2 separate regions of the Mus musculus genome follow, and region 2 is linked to region 1. Evidence: chromatin contacts called from public ChIA-PET data. All regions are on one chromosome and are shown on one strand. The core of a region is the stretch at or near the end of the contact, and the rest is flanking DNA. Distances in the headings are between cores, read along the strand shown. Region 1 holds the start of Dmac2l (distal membrane arm assembly complex 2 like). Region 2 overlaps Trim9 (tripartite motif-containing 9).

The links. ChIA-PET counts read pairs in DNA pulled down with a chosen protein or histone mark.
Region 2: a contact with region 1 is called in an RNA polymerase II ChIA-PET map of memory CD8 T cells, with 6 read pairs. The contact joins the enhancer-like site here to the promoter of Dmac2l in region 1. A contact is called at or near these places in 4 of 39 promoter capture datasets (the 3T3-L1 cell line, HPC-7-derived erythroid cells, neutrophils and 1 more), 1 of 115 datasets of contacts at active chromatin or transcription factors (memory CD8 T cells) and 1 of 9 other capture datasets (liver).

The regions. Positions count from the first base shown.
Region 1 is chr12:69,722,040-69,726,759 of GRCm38.p6, forward strand. Dmac2l (distal membrane arm assembly complex 2 like) reads left to right here and starts at 2,906. Exons shown (of 5, transcript NM_026536.2): 1 at 2,906-2,975. L2hgdh (L-2-hydroxyglutarate dehydrogenase) reads right to left here and starts at 2,835. Exons shown (of 10, transcript NM_145443.2): 1 at 2,615-2,835; 2 at 39-154. The coding sequence starts at 2,757.
Region 2 is chr12:70,256,351-70,261,053 of GRCm38.p6, forward strand. The region is part of intron 8 of Trim9 (tripartite motif-containing 9); the gene reads right to left. Among named protein-coding and RNA genes, the nearest start is that of Gm38467, 27 kb to the left of the region's middle. Within about 2 kb of position 1,666, at least 11 of the 459 cell types and tissues checked have an H3K27ac peak or open chromatin away from gene starts, as enhancers often do. A contact at or near this core is called in memory CD8 T cells, where this site is marked.

The sequences.
Region 1 (4,720 bases), core at 1,656-4,155:
AAATAAGCAGGTTCCCAGCAAGCTGAGGGCATACATACCTAAATCTTTCTCCTTTTCCACCACACCAATCGAAAGTCCAGGATGTTTCAGGATGAGCGTTCTGGCAGAGGCAAGGCCCACAATTCCACCTCCAACGATGACTATATCAAAAGAGCTTTAAGAGAAAGCAAGCTTTAAGAATTTCAATTTAGGAGCTGGAGAGATGGCTTGGGGGTTAAGAGGCCTGGCTGCTTTTCCAGAGATCCTAAGTTCAATTTCCAGCAACCACACGGTGACTCACAACCATCTGTAGTGGGGTCTGCTTTTGGCTTCTGATGTGCATGAAGATGGAGCATCCACATATTTATGTTTATAGACCTCACCAAACTTCACTTGCATAATTCTCATTAGGGAGCAATTAAAGTACTAATTTATAACATGTCATTTATGTATTATATGACACATATCTCATTACATAGCACATACCATTTATACTATCATTTGCCCTTTGCCCTCCCAGACAGAATCAGATACTTAAGTTCTGCTGGGACCATAGTCTCTGCATATGAACCTTCTTCAGCTTCACTCTGATCATGATGGAGCTTTTATCATAGGCTCCTGGGTGGCAGGGAAGGAGTCAGGGGAACCATGGATGAAAGTGAACCAAAGGATGGTGAGGGTGGAGGCCTCCTACATGAGACAACCAGCAGATAGATGCCTCTACCTGAGGATAGGTTATGGGAGGATAGGTTATGGTCAAGGTTTTCTCTCCAGAGATGCTTTCAGAGGCCCATAGACCTTAGCACAACCAATCATGTTATAGGCACCATCCTAAGCTTAGAACCTAGCATGGAGGCCCCCAAACCTGCCAAAATGGGAACACAGACCAAATCCAGCAAAGACCTAGTCCACAGTTACAGGATCCAGGAAAGTCCCTAAACCTTACTTTTTGGCTGGTATCACTGCTGACTATTAGAAAGCCAGCACTTGGCAGATACTGTTCATTCATGTTGCTACCAGGGCAGCTGCTATAGCCCAGTGTCTGGCAGAGCTGTGGGCAGCTGTCAGGGCTCGTCTTTGGTGATCCTCAAAAGCTCACTAATAACCGGGCCCTGACACCTTAGAGGGCACCCGTGTCCAGGCCCACAATAGAGCATTTCTATGCCCAAACTGAGATTACACAAAATATGATTAAACTGTATAGAGCTATACACAGAACACAGAATGCACATAAATTTGGTAAAACCTGAATGTGTGCATTGTATCAACATTAACACCAAGGCAAATGGTGGGACAGGAGGAAGGTGACATAAAACCATTCTATAATTTTTGCAACTTTCTATAGGTCTACAATTGTTTCAAAATAATCAGTATTTTAAAAACTGGGATAAGAAAATGGTTAATTGGCAAAGTGCTTGCCATACAAGTGAGGACTTGAGTTTGTACCCAAAGCACCTTTATGTAAGGGCATTCCTTGTTCAACCCATGTAACCTTGGGATCAGGGGCAGGGAGACAGGCAGATCCCTCGTGCTTACTGAGCAACCAACCAATCACCTCAAGAGACCCTATCCCCCACCCCATCCCTCTCCTGCCCCGAGGCAGTGGAGGCAAACACCTTTAATCCCTGCAGACACTGAAGATCTCTGAGTTCAAGGACAGCCTGGTCAACAAGATAGCCAGGATACAAAGAGAGACCCCATGTGGAAAAAGCAAGTGACAGATAGAAACACACACACACACACACACACACACACACACACACGGAGGGGGAGGGAAAAAGGGAGGGGGACAGGGAGAGGGAGAGAAATTGGGAGAGATCCAGTCTCAAAAGTTAAGGTGGCGCAGGTTGGGTGGCACGTGCCTTTAATTCCTGCACTAGGAAAGGAGTGGCAGGTTGATAGCTTGAGGCATTAGAGGCCAGCCTGATCTACACCGGAGTCATAGGACAGCCAAAGGAAAACAAACCAGTACCGTTTAACATGCTTTAAACGCGTCTTAAACAAAAACACTGCCCCTCTCCAGGGTCGTGCCACACCTCGGTCTGCCACTAAATCCATTCGCATGGTCTACCTTGTCTCAAACAATCAAAAGCTCCCCCACCCCCACCCCTCCACCCCGCCCTTAAAGCTTTCACACCGAACACTGTATTTGCCAGCTTTCCTAGGCAGCTCACAGTAGGCAACTGAGTTGCTTCTAGTGAGGACAACTCTAGTGTGTGCAAGGAACTGACCCACAGAAGCCAAGTTCTGGATTTTCCAAGCAACACAGGGGATGATAGTTAAGAAGCTGCATACTTATTGGCAGTGTGCTAGGTCTTTTAATCTTCAAAGTGACCACCTAGGGGCCAGACTAGGATCCTAGTCACCAGTCACCCTTTAGAGTGGTTAAGAAATGGAGAGGAGTTGTGTATTCGGAGCCAGATTAGCTCCGGACCTCAACTCAACACTGCCTTTCCTATGGCGCACAAACGCAGTGGACGAACCCTGCGGGTCAGCAGCTCCTGGGATTCGAGGCTGGACCACAGAATCAGGACTTCCTCGCCGGGGACAGAGACATCGAGTCGGGGGACACAGACAGGTTCAGTTGGAGATCCCTGAGCGGAACAGCAAGTGCAGGCCGCCGCCTCTCACTTACCTGGTGCTGGAGCTTCTGCGGCCACCCCCGCACAGTAGCCCGGGCACCCCGGACGCCGGTCCACTTGCGCGGAGGAAGCCCCCAGCCACGCAGTACCGGGCCAGTCCGCAGACACCGCCTACGTAGCGCAGGGTCGGCCACATGGCCTGCGCCACCTCCCCTCCCTCCACCCCAGCACCCGCAACCTGAACGGACTCTAAGGGTGAAGCGCGCCGCTCTCCAGCCCCGCCCCCAGACGAGAGCCAATGAAACACGCGCGTTTGCCTGACGTGGGCGTGGTCTCCGCTGGCCAATGAGCGAGCGCCGTGGAAGGAAAAGACCGAGGGCGAAGGGCCGGCCAGGCGCAGGGACGCAGCACGCCGTGAGTAAGAGGAGCTAGGGCGAAGGCGGGGACCGGGTGGTGGTTCCACTCTCCGGGACCTCCGCCCGCACAGGCTTGACTGGACGCCGGCGCTGTTCCGCCAGAGAAGGCTGGGCATGTCGGGGTGACCCCTGGCTCCTGCGGCCTCTCCTTCGGCCACGCCTCCTGGTCGGTTGGCGACGCTGTGGCCCGGGAGCTGGGGACTAAGCCACCTCCTGCCGCTCCCTGTCACTACCCTGCTGATTGCCCGCAGGTTTCTGGGCCCTTCATGGGGCTCCTGGTTGGTTGTTCATTCAACCACTGACTCAGCTTGTAAATATCGGGCGCTGAGCTAGGCGCTGGATGAAAGTAGACGGCTCGGTCTCTGTCGTCATTTAGTGTTGTTTTTTTGGTTTCTATTATTGACTTGTATATGTGCCTATGCGAGCTTATTGCAACAGGTATGTGCAGGAGTTTGTGAGACCAGAAAGGGGAGTACAGGATCGCCTGGAACTGGAAATTCTGAGCTGCCATGTGGGTGCTGGGAATCTAGGCCCTCAGGTAAGACCAGTTAACAGTCTTAACCATAGAGCCATCTCTCTAGCCCCAAACTTTTCTTTATTAATTTACATCTCTGCCCCAGCTTCCCCTTCCTTCTCTCAGGCCTTCCTGACTAAGCCAGCTCAGTCAACAGGTTCTCCAGGGAGGGATGAAAAAATTGAAAAGAAAAAGACAATTAGACAGTACTATTAACATAACCCTAGCCCGTTCTGAGGTTGAAGCAAGGTTATTTTTCCTCCAGTCAGTCTGCTTTTATACAATTCTAAGTACATGCAAAGAATAAGGTCAGTCCTAAGTCATAAACAGAGTTAAGGAACAAAGCCTAAACAAAGGTGCCATGATAGTTGTATTCAGAGTCTTATCAAGACCCATCAAAATACAAAATAACTCTGTCCTCAGCTGTGTTCATCTTGAGCCTACTTCCCAGTCCTGGCCCAACCTCAAATTCTTGCCAAATTTTTAAAAGCAGGCATCCAAAGCGCTGTAGCCTTCTTCTCACTATCGACCCCACCCCCACCCACCCACTTAGGAAAAGGGGCAGCCTCCTATGGATATCAACCAGCCACTGTATGTGACGTTGCATAAGACTAGACACATTCTCTCCTCTTGAAGCTAGACAGGGCAGCCCAGTAGGAGAAAAGGGTCCCAAAGGCGGGCTCCTGCTTATCCCACTTGAAAACCAAGCTACGGGCTGGTGAGATGGCTCAGTGGGTAAGAGCACCCGACTGCTCTTCCGAAGGTCCTGAGTTCAAATCCCAGCAACCACATGGTGGCTCACAACCATCCATAACGAGATCTGACTCCCCTCTTCTGGAGTGTCTGAAGACAGCTACAGTGTACTTACATATAATAAATAAATAAATAAATAAATAAATCTTAAAAAAAAAAAAAACAAAAAAAAAAAAAAAAGAAAACCAAGCTACACAAGTATAACATATGTGCCTAGGTCAGTCCCATGCAGACTTCCTGGCTCAACCTTTCCTTAATCACTAGACTAAGAGAGAGCTTTAAATGTCCATGCCTCCAGATAGCCACTCACAGGGGAGGGCACTTGTGTTTCCTCCACTGTAAAAATGAGAGCTATGCAGTCACTTAAAAGACCTTATAACTGTAAAACTTTGTGGTTCTTTGTCACCATACCAATGTAATTCCCATTCGGTGCTTGATGGTAGTCCTTCATCTTTAGGGTTAGACCAGCTTAACAG
Region 2 (4,703 bases), core at 416-2,915, 530 kb after region 1:
CGCAAGTTTTAATACTGCAAGGAAGCATTTTCATTTTTGAATTTACAATATTAATGTTAGCTTTTCAGACTTTAGTCTTATCCCTGAGGGAAGATTTGATTTTTCTGTAAGCCAAATATCAGAGAAAAGGGTATGAGGCTAAAGCTTAATATCCCAAAGAATAATAACATACTGGTTCCTATTTAAACTTTATATAGTTTGGGTGATGTGGCATTTATGGTCATTTCTTTGCTCAGATACAGTAAATTAAAAAATATTATTCTTCACATCTATTTACTTGTGTGTGTGCAAGTGCACACATGTATGGATATTAGGGACTATCCTGCCAATTCTAGGGACTGAACTCAGATTGTTACAGTTGGTGGGAGGACCCTATATCAGCTGAGCTGTCTCATTGGCCCCCCACATTACTTACTTAAAAGGAAACTAACCTCTTAGCTTAATGAAAAGACTTGAAACATAACCACAGAGCGTCAGCAGACACAAGCTCTTTTGAGTTTGAGAAGACATTTGCCACTGTATTTATGTCAGAAAACTATTTTCAATTCACAAGAGTTTGCTTCAAAAGGTCTCTCTCACCAGATGGGACAATCAAGGCATTGCATAGCAGTTACATCATGCCTTAAACATTAAGGAAAGGTGATGTTTGGGATGCATAGAATCTCCAAACAGTGATCTGAACACCCATGGAAGGATGAGCTCTATACCCATAATTTGAGGATCAGATCAAAACCTATCTGAGGAGCACTCGCCCTTTCTATTTTTAGGTGAGGCTGAGTATAGCCATGAATATTCCTGGGATTAGTAATTGGGCAGTGATACAGGTTTTTTCCCCCCTAGTTTTATGTGGATTGATTGATTGCCTACCCATACACCATTTTTTTTTAACTCTTGAACTCGCCCTCTACTCTTCCATCTCTGTGTCTGACCTGTGACCTTTCATGCCCAACCCGATGGGATCTCACCCCATTTCTTCCCAAGCAAAATGAAGCAAAACAAACCATACAAAATCAAGCCTACCTTGCTATGAGAACTTTCCAAACAAATTAGGGGAGGGAGAAAAGACAATTTCCACCCAATTCCAATCAGACTAACAGGCGATCCTCCCTCCAGGACTCTCCCAGGGGCCCTCGGTGTGTTTGGTCAGTCGTCTACAGGACATTTAGACTGTTTAATCATGATTTTACACTGTAGTAGTCTTGGTGCTTAGATACTTAGAAATGTCTGAGGCGGAGCCATCAAGCTCCCTCTGAAGTCCCCTGGAGGACCAGTCTCCAGCCAGCACCTTGTGTTTGGAGTTATTGATTTTATGGCGTGGGTATAACTTATTTTGGGTTCCTCTCACCAGGTACTACCGAGGGCCAACTGAAACAGACCACTAGTCTTGCAAGCATTTGATGTCAGTCATCAAACCCCATTAAATTGTTCCAACTCTGAGCTAGATAGATATTCATAACCACATTTTAGCATATGGATCGTCTTTCTGGTCCTGCTCCTCTGGACAAGTTCATGTTGAGACTGAGAACAGTATTATCATCTCCTGGCTTAGCCAAAGCATCTTTAATTCACATCGAACACAAATACAACGACCGCAGTGTGCATTCTGTGTTTATACTGTGGAGTGCAGGAAGGAAGCAGAGCCCACTTCCTCACCTTCTCTCTCAGACACAACGATTGATCTCAACCATTGGCCATCAGAGAAGGCTCCTCGGCTGTTAACTATCGACAAGACAAGGAAGAGTGAGGCTCTTGGTTGTGATTTCTGGGACACAGGATAGGAAGCTAACGTTTGTGGTAATGATTGCCATCTTTATCGGACAACCACTAGAGAAAGACAGGGGGCATCCTAGGACATTGCTACTGCCTCATCATGGGCACCTGTTGTCCTGCCTGGCTGAACTTGATGGAATAAGAGCAGTTTAGTGGGAAAGACCTGCAGAAAGCTGTCCACATGGTGGCAGGCGGAGATTGCACTCACTTGGGGGAGGCAGTGTATGTGTGTGTTTCTGTGTGTGCATGTGCACAGGCCGGAGGACAACTACAGATATTCCTCAGGCACCCAGGCACTATTGACCTTGCATTTTTGAAACAAGGTCTTTCATTCACTTGGAGTTTGCTGTCCATTAGGCTACTCTAGCCAGCCCGAGAGAGTTCTACTTGTCCTGCCTCTCTCCCCAGTGCTGGTATTTCATGCACTGTCACCAAGCTTTTTTTTTTTTCCCCTTTCCTCTTTAAACTTGGGTTCAGGATCGAATCAGGTACTTATAGGGTAAGCACTTTACTGACTGAGTCATCTCCTTAGTCCTACTCAGATTGGTAAGTCCAGGATGAGAACTGCATTCCAACGCAAATGTGTCCCTCGAACTGTCCATCCGCTGTCAGGACTGATAGTTTCCTCTTATTCTTCCCTGCGCTTCTTTCCCTTCCCACTGGGTTCTAGATTGGAGACTCAGCTGATGGTAGGGGGCTCTGCTCTAAGGAAACAATTAAGATCTACCAAACCAAAGATCTACTGGGGACCACGTAAGCTCTTCTCTGACTCCTGGGATCGAGAAGGAAGGATCCTGGTGCTATGCCCTATTTGTATTTATCTCTTTTATTTTTTCATTGTTTGACATTTAATGAACAAATATCATGTGCTACAGAGTGCATAAGAATTTAGTAGTTGAGAGGCATGAAGCCGGCAGGGGAACTGACTATAAGAAAATAATCAAGAGAAAATGTGTCAATTATTATTAATAAGTTTTATACTTCTGGGGACAGTGTTTCTATTCTAACATGACTTTTTATTATTTGAAAACTTAAGCATTAAGTATTAGATGATGTAGAATAATTTGTACAGGTAAATTATTCCATTTTTAAAAAGTGTTTGTGTGTATTGTTGTATACAACATGTGAAAATGCCCACAGAGGCTAGAAAAGGGCATTTGGACCCCATGAAACCAGAGTTACAGGTCATTGTGAGCAGCCTAAAATGGGTTCTCAGAACTGAACTAGGGTCCTCTGCAAGGGCAGCAAGTGCTTTTAAGCACCAGGCCACCTCTCCAGCCTGATACATGGCAAGCTTTAATGTACTATTTTGGGGACTCAAAGGGAAAGAGTGAAGCTTCTTATGCAACACGGCTCACTAATTCATCTTTCTCTGTGTCCTGTATGGCAGGCACAGTTTTGGAACTGAGCAGCCATTGGGCCATAATCTATGGAGGAGAAGTGTGTTTTCAGAGCACAGCAAACAAGAGCTGCCACAGAGGGCTGCAGGAGCCTCAGAAGGCTGAGCTCTGCTGCAGTGCAAGCCAGCGGTGGAATGTTCTCTGCTCCTCGGGAAGATTTAAAAACAGACAAGGAGGACCATGGAGAAGAAGGCTGTTTGCTCAAACGACCAAGCAGGCAGGTGAAGTCACAATTATGTCCAGCAAGGGATGTGTGTAATTTATAACAAAAGGTGTCATCTTACGTGATCTTAAGAGTGGCAGTAATTGCTGTCAAGGGGTAAGAAACCAATCTGTTTGAAAATGCCCTTTAAAAGGAATGACCAGGAGCTGTCCTGAAATCCTGAGGGTGGCTGCATATTTCCTTGCCCAATCTTCCATTCTAAATTAAAAGAACTTCATGGAATTATTTGTGAGCAACTCACATCAGGAGACCTTACACTTTAGATACACACACTCCTGAAGGACCAAAGAGCCCATTTCTCTACATCAACATAGAGGCCTGTAGTTCCAACTCAGCCTCATGAAAAATTTTAGGAAATTTCTTGAGATGCCACATGTCAAAATTAAAGGGATGAAATACTTTTCTCTTCTGGGCTCTGAGATTCATCCTCATCTTTCTCTCTTTCTATGTGGTAAAGTTTACCCAAGTTTTGTCAAGTACAATTTACCTACCTTGAGGATTTTGTCCTATGAAATGAATGTTCTAATTAAGTCATTCCTGGCTGGAATATTCTGAGCCAGGCAAAACCAAGTGGATGCATGGAAAAACATATTCACAGGATACCTGGTTTTCCATAGATGATAATTTCCCAAATATTTAATTTACCGCTGAATATTTAGTATTGTAGGCATAACGTTTAAACCCACCAAGACCTTGGAGGGGGCACATGGGACTGGCATCCGACCTGCACCCAGTATATAGTAACAGTGCTTCCAGCCAGACTGAAGACAAAGGCCACAGAAGCACTAATTGTAGGAACGTCAGAGTTCTGTGGTTTTACATATAAAATAACTGAAGCCTAGAAAGGCAAGAGCACATCTAAGCCACATGCTCAGCTGTGGCCAGACTGGAGACAGAGTGGTAAGATCAGTTTCTGGTGGACAAAATGGGGAAGGACAAAGCTGGGTTTTGCTTTGTTTTGTTTTTGATTTTGCTTGTGTAATGTCTTAGAAGTGTGCAAACAGGCAAAGTTCATGCCACGGGTCGCAGGGTGTCTTCTAATGATGTGTAAGAGGCCATCTAGGATCATGGGGATGATCTAGCACCAACCACAGACTGCACTGTGGATGAATCTTTTATTCTCTCAGTAGGGTTGTTCACGGGACAGCCGTGCTTAGGAACCGAAAGGCAAATGTGCCACTCTCCCCTGGGGTGCTGGCCACAGGAATAGGTGACTGTGGTGTCCCTTGACACTGTTCACCTGTGGGGCCTCTTCCTTACAACTTCCACAGGATGGGGGAATCTCAGTACACTAGGATTTTAAAAAGAAG